Regions from separate parts of the Drosophila melanogaster genome. Here region 2 is linked to region 1. The links are chromatin contacts, called in public Hi-C maps. All regions are on one chromosome and are shown on one strand. Each heading gives the region's core, a stretch centred on a gene start, on an enhancer-like site or on the middle of the called end of the contact. The rest is flanking DNA. Distances are from core to core; before and after follow the strand shown. Region 1 holds the start of CG4558. Region 2 holds the start of Rubicon (rubicon,).

Evidence for each region. A called contact is a pair of places that touch in the nucleus more often than the background predicts.
Region 2: a Hi-C map of the Kc167 cell line shows a contact between it and region 1, with 2.6 times the contacts expected there. The contact joins the promoter of Rubicon here to the promoter of CG4558 in region 1. A contact is called at or near these places in 2 of 107 Hi-C or Micro-C datasets (the Kc167 cell line and eye imaginal disc) and 1 of 6 datasets of contacts at active chromatin or transcription factors (the Kc167 cell line).

What each region holds. Positions count from the first base shown.
Region 1 is chrX:6,846,567-6,852,385 of dm6, forward strand. It overlaps CG4558, which reads left to right and starts at 3,204. Exons shown (of 1, transcript NM_132134.4): 1 at 3,204-5,318. The coding sequence starts at 3,421. The coding sequence ends at 4,563. It overlaps Cht11 (Chitinase 11), which reads right to left and starts at 2,951. Exons shown (of 2, transcript NM_132133.3): 1 at 1,986-2,951; 2 at 1,311-1,920. The coding sequence starts at 2,905. The coding sequence ends at 1,542. Tmf (TATA element modulatory factor) reads left to right here. Exons shown (of 5, transcript NM_132132.3): 2 at 1-186; 3 at 263-539; 4 at 604-831; 5 at 891-1,281. The coding sequence ends at 1,109. CG14434 reads right to left here. Exons shown (of 3, transcript NM_001298040.1): 3 at 5,343-5,819. The coding sequence ends at 5,480.
Region 2 is chrX:8,674,264-8,680,082 of dm6, forward strand. Rubicon (rubicon,) reads left to right here and starts at 2,800. Exons shown (of 4, transcript NM_001272419.2): 1 at 2,800-3,201; 2 at 3,628-5,504; 3 at 5,573-5,726; 4 at 5,805-5,819. The coding sequence starts at 2,944.

The DNA.
Region 1 (5,819 bases), core at 1,954-4,453:
ACAGGTGCAACTGCGCTCGCTGCAGCAATTGGAATCCGTACAGGGCGAGAAGCAGGAGCTGCTGCGCACCCGTTGCGGCCTGCTGGAGGAGAAGCTGTCCAGTGCGCTAATGGAGGCGGAGGCCGCCAAGATGGCACTGCGTCAGCACGATCTGGAAGCGGCCAACAAGGAAAACGATCACAAAAAGTGCGTGCCATTAAACCTTGTATTGATTTACCCATTTTTAATATCTACCCATGCAAATATATTTCTAAACTAACAGACAATTGAGCCTGCTGCAGGAGGAGATTCAGCAGCAGCAGGAGAGGATTGCGAGTCTGGAGCAATTGTGCCAGCGGCAAAAGGAAGAGGAGGAGCAGCGGAAACAGCCCACGCTGCTGACAGTGAAGGCGGTCAAGGCTAGCAGTGAGTTGCAGCCACAGCTGCAAATGCAGCTGCCGAAATCCCAGGCACCACTGCGCTCCTCACCGCCCCTCAGTTTGGTGGACGACAGTGGTTCCAACGAGGAGGCCCTGGGCGGCATGATCGACTGGCAGGCGGTAATGTCGCCTAATCTTTCAAATGAAGAACCTTCTTAAGTTTCTAATTCACTTTCAAATTCAGGACGACCTCGATTGCGCTTCCAACTCGGGTCGCCAGCAATCGGGCATCATCCAAGGTGTACACCTGAGCTTTCTGGCGGCCAACACAACGACCTTTGAGCACCTGCAGGCTCTGCTCAAGCAGCGCGACGGGGAGCTGACCCACCTGCAGTGGGAAGTGTCGCGCCTGCAAGCAGAGCGAAGCGTTCTCGACGCCGAGATATCCAATCTGACCATCGAGCTGGAAACGGTAGGAGAATAGCCCATCTTGACAAGAGATAATAATGAATACTATTCGTCCAATGGTAGATGAAGGAGAAGCAGCAGATGTACGAGGTAATGGAGAAGGGATACGAGGATCTGCAGCATCGCTACGACGCCCTGCTCCAGATGTACGGCGAGAAGGTGGAGCGCACCGAGGAACTGGAGCTGGATCTGACCGAGCTGAAGGCGGCCTACAAGCTGCAGATCGACGAGCTGCTGGCCGCCCCGCCACCCAATCTGCAACGGCCGTCGAAGCAAACATGATTGCCGGAGCGCAGGATCGTCTCCCTGCCCGAGTTGCCATGTTTGCGACGGACGTGGCCACCGTAACGTTGCCCATCTCCGTCTCCCATTCCCAGTTGTAATGTATTATGCTTTCAATACTAATCGATACGGATCCGGTATGGGGAACCCACTTCCAAGTCCCAATCCACCCAAAACAACAAAAAAAAAACCAACACATGTACATGCGAGTATATATATTACCTATGATTTGCGTATGCTGACACCTTCTAGTTATATTATAAATTGATCGATTGTGATAATTTAATTTATATTTATATATACATAAAGTTATCGTCTATGACTATGTACAAAACTGTTTCTGTTCCGAGCAGTTTGCCAGGCGGTTGTGAAGCAGCCAGCAGAAGCAACAGCCTCTTCCAAATACATCAAATATCATTTAATACAAAGTAATCACAGGGACTCCCGCAGGATGTCCTTAATGGCCTGGGTTAGCGGAAATACAGGTTTCTCGCTGTATTTCAAGTTTGGCATAATGCTGCATGAGTTCTTGAGATCATCGGTGTTCAGCGAGAAGACCATGACGCCACCCAGATTGAGGGATTTCACATAGTTCGCCTTGCAGGCGATACTCGTTTGATTTTCGTACGATATCCACTCCTGCAGAGCGCTCAAATATGGCGAACAGCTCTCGGCATCGTAGGACAAGTTTGGCTTGAAGAACTTGGTGACACACTCACAAGTTTCGGTCAGTGTGGTGAAGCCCAGTTGGCCACATTTACCGTAACCGGAAGCAGGAGCTCCTATGCGATGATTTAAAGGATTAACCAACCTGTTTGGTGGGTGAGGAAGTATAATTAATGAGGGATTCATTCCATAATACATGCAGTTACTAACGTAAATGAGTGGCCGTAGGTGGGCAGACCCACAACCAGTCGCTGTGGCTCCAGACCGCTTTTTAGCCACCACTGAACCGTGTAATTGATGTTGAACGTGGCCATTAGCGAACGTTCCTGCGAGCGGGCATAAAGCGGAGCATTTAAGCCGGTAAATGGTGTATCCTCGCGGTAGAAGTGGAAATCATAGGACATTAGATTTACATAATCTGCGTACAGATTTATCTCTCGGATGTCGTAGGCATAGAAGGCGATTCCCTCGGGAGCAGCCACCGCCAGCGAGAGAATATCATTGGTACGCTTTTCGCGCCGCCACTCCGTTCTAATCTCGTAAAGCAGCTGCGAGAGATGCATTCGCTCACGATCGTAGGCACTCGGAAACTCCCAGTCGAGATCGATGCCATCCAAACTGGGATAGGTGCGCAATATTTCCCGGAGGGAGCGCAGGAACAACTTTCGCATGGCGTGGTTCGCCACCATGAGGGCAAATGACCGCCCACTGTCGGCGCCACCGATCCAGAGAAGCAGGTGAACCTGCGGATGGGCAGCACGAAAGGATCGGGTGTCGTTCTGTAGTACCTGTCTGAGGGTATCGGGAAGGACTATGGTGGCATTATCCAAAGTGGCGGGTCCGATATTGATGTGGGTGCACAGGTCGCCGGGAACATCCAAAAGGCTGAGATTGTGGGTGCCATCGCTTGCGTAGTAGCACACCAACCGCTGCCCCACCTTGTGCACTTCCCCAGTTTGGATGCCGAGTAATCCCAGGCCGATGAACCCGAGGCAAAGGCACAACAAAGAGAACAACAAAGCACTCCAGCAGACCAAAGTTCGCAGGCTGCAATTCCGTTGTTCCTTACGGGACAGCTCATCCGTAATCCTCCCCGCGGAACTGCCATCCAGTTTCTCGTAGTTCCCCATCTTCGCTGATATTAATAACTGTTATCATATCAAACGAAAAACAATAACACAAGGCAAAAACGATCAGGGATGGCGTGCTTCGAAGTATTTAAAACATTCCGTGTTCTAGAGAAGTTTTAGAAATATGTGTTATTATTATAAAAGTATTTATTCTACATAAGCCTCTACGGACTGAACTTAAGATTAGTAGTACAAATATACCAATAGTTAGTTTTAATAAGGCTCCACTTGCTTTATGTCCATTGTATTAAGTGCCTACTGTATTCTAACGCTCCATCCCTAGTTTATCGATAACAACGCTATTGTTAACAAAAACGCCTTCTAACATCGATACCATATCACAAAAAGAAAACAAATAAAATTATAGAAAACAAAAAAAAAAAAGGATGCTATGTTCTAAAAATGTACGTTGAGTGATTTGCGACCAACGGGAAATCCCCCACAAAGACACGACAACGAAATTAGATCGGAAAATCGAGCTCCAACGCATTTGTTTATGTGACCCAAGGAGCGCCATGGCGGATCCGGAGGATTATGATCTGAACTTTGTTCAGCTGAGTCGCCAGCAGGCGCTGCAGCGATATGCGGGTGCAGTGCGTCAGCTGCGCCGGCTGGCTGATCAGCGGTACGGTGTGCGATCCCTTAGCTTCGACAATTATGTGCTGTTTCAGTATTTCCGGCAACGCAATTGGCAAACTGGCGTCACGCCACCCGCCCCCTTAATGGCCTACCTCAAGCTTGAGGTACTGCATCATCTGCTGGACCGACGACGACAGATCCTCTGCTGGCTGTTCTACCTCACGGTGGTGTCGCTCTGCGTGGCCGCCTACCGTTATGAGGTAACCAGCTCCACCGGCGGACATCAGGAGCGCGTTGTCCAGGCCATGGTCTATCCCGGGATGCGCATGTGGCGGCGGATGACCATGCCGCTGATCCAACGATTCCCACAGCTTACCGAACTCTACGACGAGTCCTGCCTGATGGGCAATCCGTTTTTTCAGCTAGAGGATCTGAGCTGCGGACCGTGTGCCGAAGTGGAGACCGTCTGGCTGGAGGGCGAGGAGTGTGCAAATGGTCATCCGCTGGAGTACCATCAGAACCACAAGTGCCATCAGCCGGAGGGATCGCCCATCGCCTTTAGGAGCAACCAGCAGGAGTCCATTGACTTGAGCCACTTCTACAACATCTACGCTAGCAATCATCAGATCTTCCAGCGCGACGCGTATCGGGTGCACTCGACCAACCAGGATGTGCACAATCTTGAGGATCTCTTTGGGCAGTTCAACAGCAGCTGGACCCAGCAGGCGCACAATCTTTGGCGCTGCAATCGCATGCTGCCCGCGCGACTCCTGCGTCCCATTTTCGCCCGGCCAACGCGATTGCCCAGCATGGGCGTGGCCCTGGAGCGTTATGTGGCCATCGATACTGCCCAGGCGCCGGCCTACACATTGCCGGAAACGGAATGCCCCAATGTCTATATACACCAGGCGGTAGGCACGCGGTTCATCATCCTGCGACCCACCAGTGAGTGCCGGCACCGCTGTCGCACCTTGTCTCTGCGACTTACCCAGTCCTTTGTGCGTGAGTATCGTTTCGATTGCTTTTGTTCCGGGGCCAACACATCACATCAGAAGGTTCACTGTTTAAGGATACCTTAGATATACCTTATTTTTTGAGTTATTTAACAAAGGCAGTAGATAAGCTCTTGGTCAGCTATAACTGACAAATATTATAGTTTTGTTATAATTTCAATTGAGTATTTGTTGCAGCAAGTTTTCAATGAACCTTTCAGTGTGGGATTTCTTACTAATTCCCTATGCTTTTGCAGTCAGTTACAATTGGTTGTACTGGAAACCGATCTCTGCGCCGGATCCCATCTCCGAAACGCTGTCCATCAGCCTAATTGGATCTTACTGCTAGAGGATGCCTATTCAGATGGCAGTCCACGTTTCCCGCTTCCCTCGCTCCTAGCTTTAAGCGCAATATACTTATATATAGATATATACACACACGACAACCAGGACTTTTACCAAGCCAAAATTATTTTACGAATTTTGCCGCTCCATTGGATAAGCAAGCAAAACAAAAGTATGGAAACAAGGGAAGCTAGAAGCTGCCTTCGTTTTCAATTTACTAGACCCTTAGGCCACCGGCTCAATTCGTCGCCCATTGTAATCCTCAAGTCCTAGATCGTAAGCCTAAGTTTAGTTAAACAGTTAACAGTTAGCTCCTGGCAGCCGCGCTTCATCCTTGTGTTCGTCGTTCTAACCATTTTGCATTTAAAACTCTCGACTCTACGTTCTGTTCACACCAACTAGCGTAGCCAACGGAAAGCGATTTTGTAAATATCCATTGCCAGACTTGAGTTTGAATTTGTGTTTTTGCAACAACTCACGAAATAAAAGATACCTATTATACACTAATACTATTAAAAGTTCATTTACATACATACATTTTTTGTTTGCCTCACAGAATGTTTTATGGATAACAAATGTTGGTAATTCTATGATACAAGACAGAGTCCCATTTTTTGGGTACAGAACTAATCCTAACGAGGATGTACAAAATGAATGATTAATGATTGAGCTTTCTGAGAGCATCGAAATACGAGCCGATCATGAGGTCCGCCTCCTGGATACCCAGTTCCCTGGACAGTTTCTCGGCAATGGCTTGACCCTCCTCGAGGGTTTGATCCTCTGTCAGGCACACCTCCAGTTCCATGAAGTATCCCAGATCCTTTACCTCGTCCAGGTGGATGCGCGTCTGTCCGCAAAGGAACAAGTGCCGTCGCTTGGCCAGGACACCAAGTACGCCGTTCGACTGGCTCAGGATCTTCTCCAGCACCTCCGGTTCGTCCACCTCCGTCTTGTTGAACTTGGAAAGCTTGGGACCGGCCACATCGGGACGATCGTAG
Region 2 (5,819 bases), core at 1,550-4,049, 1.8 Mb after region 1:
AGTCGGTATCTGCAATCTGCATCTAAATATGTATCTCAATCCGCACCTATGCAACAGTGCGACAGTGCGTTTCGCCACTGTATGGCACATTCTTTATTCAAATTAACAATAAATCGAAATAGCTGCATCATTAGATATTTTCTAGAATTATGTTTATTTCGATTAAGTTAATTGACAGTTAAGTTTCAAATATGCAAGGACACTGACTAAAAACTCACTTCTAATTGAATACCCGAAGATTGCTTTACACTTCTGAAACGCACGTTATTTAGAGTTTGCGGCTTATACAAGCAACCAAAGAGATGGAAAACAAAAATATCGGAGAAAATTCGTTTTGCAGCTTCGTTTCATTGCCATTTGTTTGGCATTTTCATGATTTCTTGTTTTCCTATTTACCCATTGTGTTGTTCCCGAAAAACATTCAAGTGGAAATCCTTTATTGAGTGCGATATTCCTGCTCCTATGCCCATTGCCATTCCCACTCCCATTCCAAACTCCCATTTGCGCCTGCAGTACACCAGTCCAGTACTCGAAATGCTATTTTTGTTTGTTGCATTTTGCATGCAAAATTTGTTTTCAGTTCTATTCCATTGTTCAACGTCCATTGTCAATTTTTCCACTGTGCAGTAGTTGCGGTAGCGAGAGAGAGAAAGAGAGAGAGAGAGAGAGCGTCTTCTATTTCGGTTTCTATTCCTACTTGTGTGTCTGCCGCCTTTGTTTTGCTTCCTTTCAATTGCTTTTGGCCAGAGCAATTTGCATCGCCCTCTGTCTATCCCGGCACCTATCCCTATCCCTATCCCTATTTCTATCGCTATTCCTATTCCCAACCCACATCCATTCTGGCTGCATCCATCTGCATATGTTGCGACTGACACAGCCCATTGTCCGTCATAGTCACCCAATCATCACCTTCATCATCCTCGTCGTGGTCAGGACGATATGTTTGCGGACAGAGGATAATGAGTGTCCCTCGAGTCGGCAATTTGTCTGGGCGCAAAACGAAGAATTATGGCTGCTAAAAGTGAGCCAATATTTAAGGAAAATTAACCCACAATGGAGGACTACTACAAATCGAACACCAAGAGCTGGAAAATGAAATAGACAACTAAAAATGCAATGCAATATAAACGGTGGAGTTGGTCAACGGTCAATTTCTTATCCCTAATTATTTTAGAATAGCAGATGAAATCAAATTGATTACATCCATACTTCATCTTTATTATTCTCCGATGTAGTAAATGAAAACCAAATGTTTGCTTTCTATGTTGCTTGTAAAAATAGTTTAATAGACATCACTAAATTGGGTTACGGACACTATCTTAAGGATTTTGCCCTGCAGAAACGCCCACACAAAATTCAATTAATCCTGTCCTCGTTGGGGAATGCAAAATCTTCGAGAAGATCCTTCCTGTTCTTAGTGAATTAATCCCCGAAATTGCTTAAAACCTTTTGTAAGCTAATAAGCAAATTTGCAGCATACATTCGGGGGCCACTTTGGATTCCCGAATAGGGGGATATCCGGGCGTTTTTCGGGTGAATCGAAATAATTACACAAAGATGCAGGAATAAATGATTCCGGCTGAAGGGATTTTAATTGCTGAATAGGAGAGCTTATCTGGAAAAGTGTTGAGTATAACTGATTGGAAGATTGTGTGCAGAATAAAGAATTGGCAACAAAATGTTAAAGGCGTCTAAAAATACCACTCATTGAGCTAGCATAAAATCAATTAAATGGAGAAACTCTGTGACTTCTTCAAATAAAAAATAAAAACCGTTTCCAAACAATATATGTATGTTTAAACTAAAAGCTTTTAATGCGTCTCTGATTTTTAGACCAAGTCCTGTACTATTAGAATAGAATTTAGCACTCAGAACCAATCAAATATTACCAAAAAATCGCCATTAACTATAAATGCATTATTTACATGGCAACAGAAGAGCACAGAAGAAAAAAAAACATGAGAAAAAAATGCAAATAAAGCGCGTTTATTTTATGGCCAGCAAATCAATCAACTTTATTAATTACAAGTAATTAAAGTTTAATTAAGAGCCCAGTACAGTGCTTCTTCTTGCTTTTGTTTCAAGGTTGCATGTGTGTGCGTGTGTTTATACGATGTGCGCGTGTTTGTGTGTCCGAGTGTGCTTTTGTGTGGAAAATAAATGCAAATATTTATTTGGCAAAAGTCACAAATTGTGGAACGGATGCGGTGGGCGGAGCTGGAAACAAAATGGTGGCAAAAGTAGTGCGATATTGTTGTTGCTGCTGCTGCAATTTTGTTTGTCTGTTTAATTAAAGCAATATGTGGCCTCCAGGAAAGGAATGTTGGGTTAATTGACTCATCACTTATACGACAAACGAAGCACAAACAAACAAACAAACAAGCCAACGAACACACACATAAAGCAGGAGTAAGAAGAAGAAGAAGAAGAGTGTTTCCCAAATCAGCGCAGTCGACGAAGAAGAAAGAAGATGAAACAGTTCAAAAACCATTTAAAGGGCGTGGCCAGCATTTTGACATTTTGGAAAATTCCACACTGCGCAGCTCCATGACGCTCTCGACCAATCAGAAGTGTGGATTCCAAACGCAAAACTACGCCCACACACATAACGGTAATAGTGGGAACAGCAGGTGTTGTTCACAGAGCGACATCTGCCGGCAGCCCAGCAACACTTCCAAGGCCTATTAGCGGATACAAGAGCCGGCGTAGTCATGACACAAACCGCAGCACGCCTGTCTATGCAAACGAAAAACTGCGAAGATTTGGTATCGATTGGCGATGGGCCTCGGACACATCGATTATTATCGAATCAAACAATAACAAAAAAAAATCGCATTAAAAAACAATCAAAACAAGCTGAAGTTACTCGGAATCAATTGAATCGCGCACCGCGAATATGCAACCGCTCCGCCCCCCCGCGCCCCTTTGACAGTGTGCACAGCCATGACCACGCCCCCGCCACCGCCCACGCTCGCATCAGACGCAATTGAAGGCGCGGTGTACGCAGCAGGCGAGGCACTGCATCATCAACATGACCATCCGCAGCAGCAGCAGCAGCAACAACAACAACAGCAGCTAGCGAGGAATTCCCTGCTGGCGGACCTGCGAAGGTCAACGAATTTCTGGTTCCGTGCGGCCAAATCGACGGACGGACTGCAGTTGCTGGCCCAAAGCTGCACTAGAATTTTGCAGCATGGACTGGTGAGTCGCATTTGCCCGTGGAAATCCCGAAAGCATCGCACACACCTCGGCGAATACCCTACACTTAGAGCGAGGCATGTTGATTTGATCATTCATCTTGCACTATGAAACAATAGTTGAATAATTTAAAGATAAATCATCTTAACTCAGCTCAAGTGGTAAATATTTCTACAGAATCAAGTGAACCTAATACCCCAATAACTAATTATAAAGTAGGGGAGTCTCTAAAGTCTATGCAATCAGCTCTTTGCAGTAAGCAATCAAATATGATATAAACATTTACATATGTATTCAAATGAATTTCCCTGAATGTCTGTCCCACATAAAGAGAGTATCAGCTACTCGCTGCGCGCGTGTCGTAGACTTTCCCCATTGTTTTGCAATCGAATTGTATTTATGCAACGCCTCACTCTCCATTCTTATCAGTTGCAGCCCGTGGAACTTCGCCGACTGGCGGACGACTTTGAGTTTCTGCTGGCCAGTGCGGGAAAACAGCAACAGCAGACCAAACCGCAGCCTTATCGACCGGATTACGCCGCCCGAGACAGTGCGTCAATGGTCAACGGAGTCGAGGAGTTTCTCGGCGAGTGGACTACCCGCTGCCTGCGTGCCCGTTGCCTTTCGCAGTGCCTGCAGACGCTGGTCTCCGATCCGGAGCTAATGGAGCTGTACTATCCCAGCGAGGAAGCCTTCCTGCGACGATCCGGTGATGCCACCGCCTTGTTCGTTTGCCTAACGGCTGTCCAGCTCAATCAGAGCGGACTGCTAAGCCAGCTGGAGGTTAGGCATCAGGTGCGCCACCGACGCACTTGCTCACAGCCGAACTTTAGCATATCGCCCAAACTGCAAGCGGTGCCGGAGGAGAGACTGCAGAAACGCATCTTCCTGCGGCGATTGAAGAGCCTACCAAATTTAAGTCAGGAGGACGAGGAGCTGGACGATAGAGCAGCCTTCAGACGGCGTTGCCAAACATTCAGCAGCTCCAGAAGCCACAAGCTGAGGGAGGATCACTTGGATGCCCCATCTACCAGTTCTTGTTCGTCCCACGACAGTCCCAGACGCATTCAGCTGATCAACTGTGATGACATAAAGATCTGGACCGACCAAACGCCCCAGGAAGTGCCAGAGGAGGTGCACGAAAAGTTGCAACAGGCATCCAAAGCGTCCACGTCAGTGGGCGGCTATCTGGGCAGCTTCTTCGGCTCGCCGCCTCTCTATACCAGTTGGTTTCATCGCGGCGTCGGCGACGATCTGAATGCCTCGGGAGATGGTGGTATGTTGGACACCTTCCTGCCCGTGAACGGTCGAAAGCTAAAGAAGCAGCACACCCTCTTCGAGGGCGTCAGCATGCTGGACGAGGCGGCATCCTCCACAGCCTGCATCTCGTCGGCACCATGGGATATTCAAGGATCAGCCGGCGACAGTACCACTTCCACAACAGCGTCCAGTTCTGTGAGCATTACGCCCGGCAGCGATAAGATGGACCAGCAATCGCTGGCCTCCTTCCTGCAAATGTCCCGGCAAACGCACAACAATACACAACTGGAGAAGGAGAACGCTCACTTCAGGATTTCGGAGGCCTGCATTACGGCCATAGAGCACGTCAAGTGGAGCAGGAGACTGGCGACACCAGCGGGTCCGACGAGCCATAATCTGTCGGAGCCGAATTTGATGCCCTATGCAGAGCAGATTCCCGGCGGCGGCATGCAGAATCACAGTGCTGAGGCCGTGGGTCTCCAGCTAATATCCCGCTTCAGTGAGCAGCAGCTACCCCGTTTGGGCCATCTCAAGTGGCTGGTCTCCGAGCAGGAGGCACCGCAACAACTGTTGCCGCTGCCCACGCCGAAACAGGATCATGAGCAGGCCAGTCTGACCAGAGGCACCTCCAGTTGGGCGCCGCCGCGTCAGCAGATCATATTCACCGAACATCCCTCGGAGAGCCGATCCAAGGTGCTGCAAAAGCAGAATCATCGCTGTGCCGGCTGTGGAATGCGGGTGGCCAAGCACCTGCAGCAGCACTTTCGCTACTGCACTTACCTGGGCAAATACCTGTGCACCGGCTGTCATCGCAATCAGATTTCTGCGATTCCCGCGAGGATTCTGCGCTCCTGGGACTTTCGCTGCTATCCAGTCTGCTCATTTGCCTACCGTCTAATCGAGCAGATGTACGCCTTTCCGCTGTTCCACGTCCCAGATCTGAATAGCCAACTGTACAAGCACAAGGAACTGGCGAAGGCGAGAAAGAGGAGGCTGCAACTGCAGGCGGTCAAGGGATTCATAGCCAACTGTCGATTTGCAACGAGGTAAGTGGGACAGTAAAGAAACAAAGCGTTCTATGCAATCACTTCTTTTATGTCTTCCTCTTGTGCAGGGAGCAGTCATTCTTCAATGCCATTCCGGCGCACATTACCCAGGATCCGGACATGTGGTCCATGTGCGATTTCGTTGACGTGCAAAATACCAGCATGAATCGCTCCATCAAGGAGGTGATCGCACTGAGCGAACAGCACGTCCACAACTGTGTGGTTAGTAGTCCGAAATGGGATGGCTGAAAGCACCATTCATTGATCGTTATTTGATCTTATATCTTACATATATTTCAGCTATGTACAGGTCGT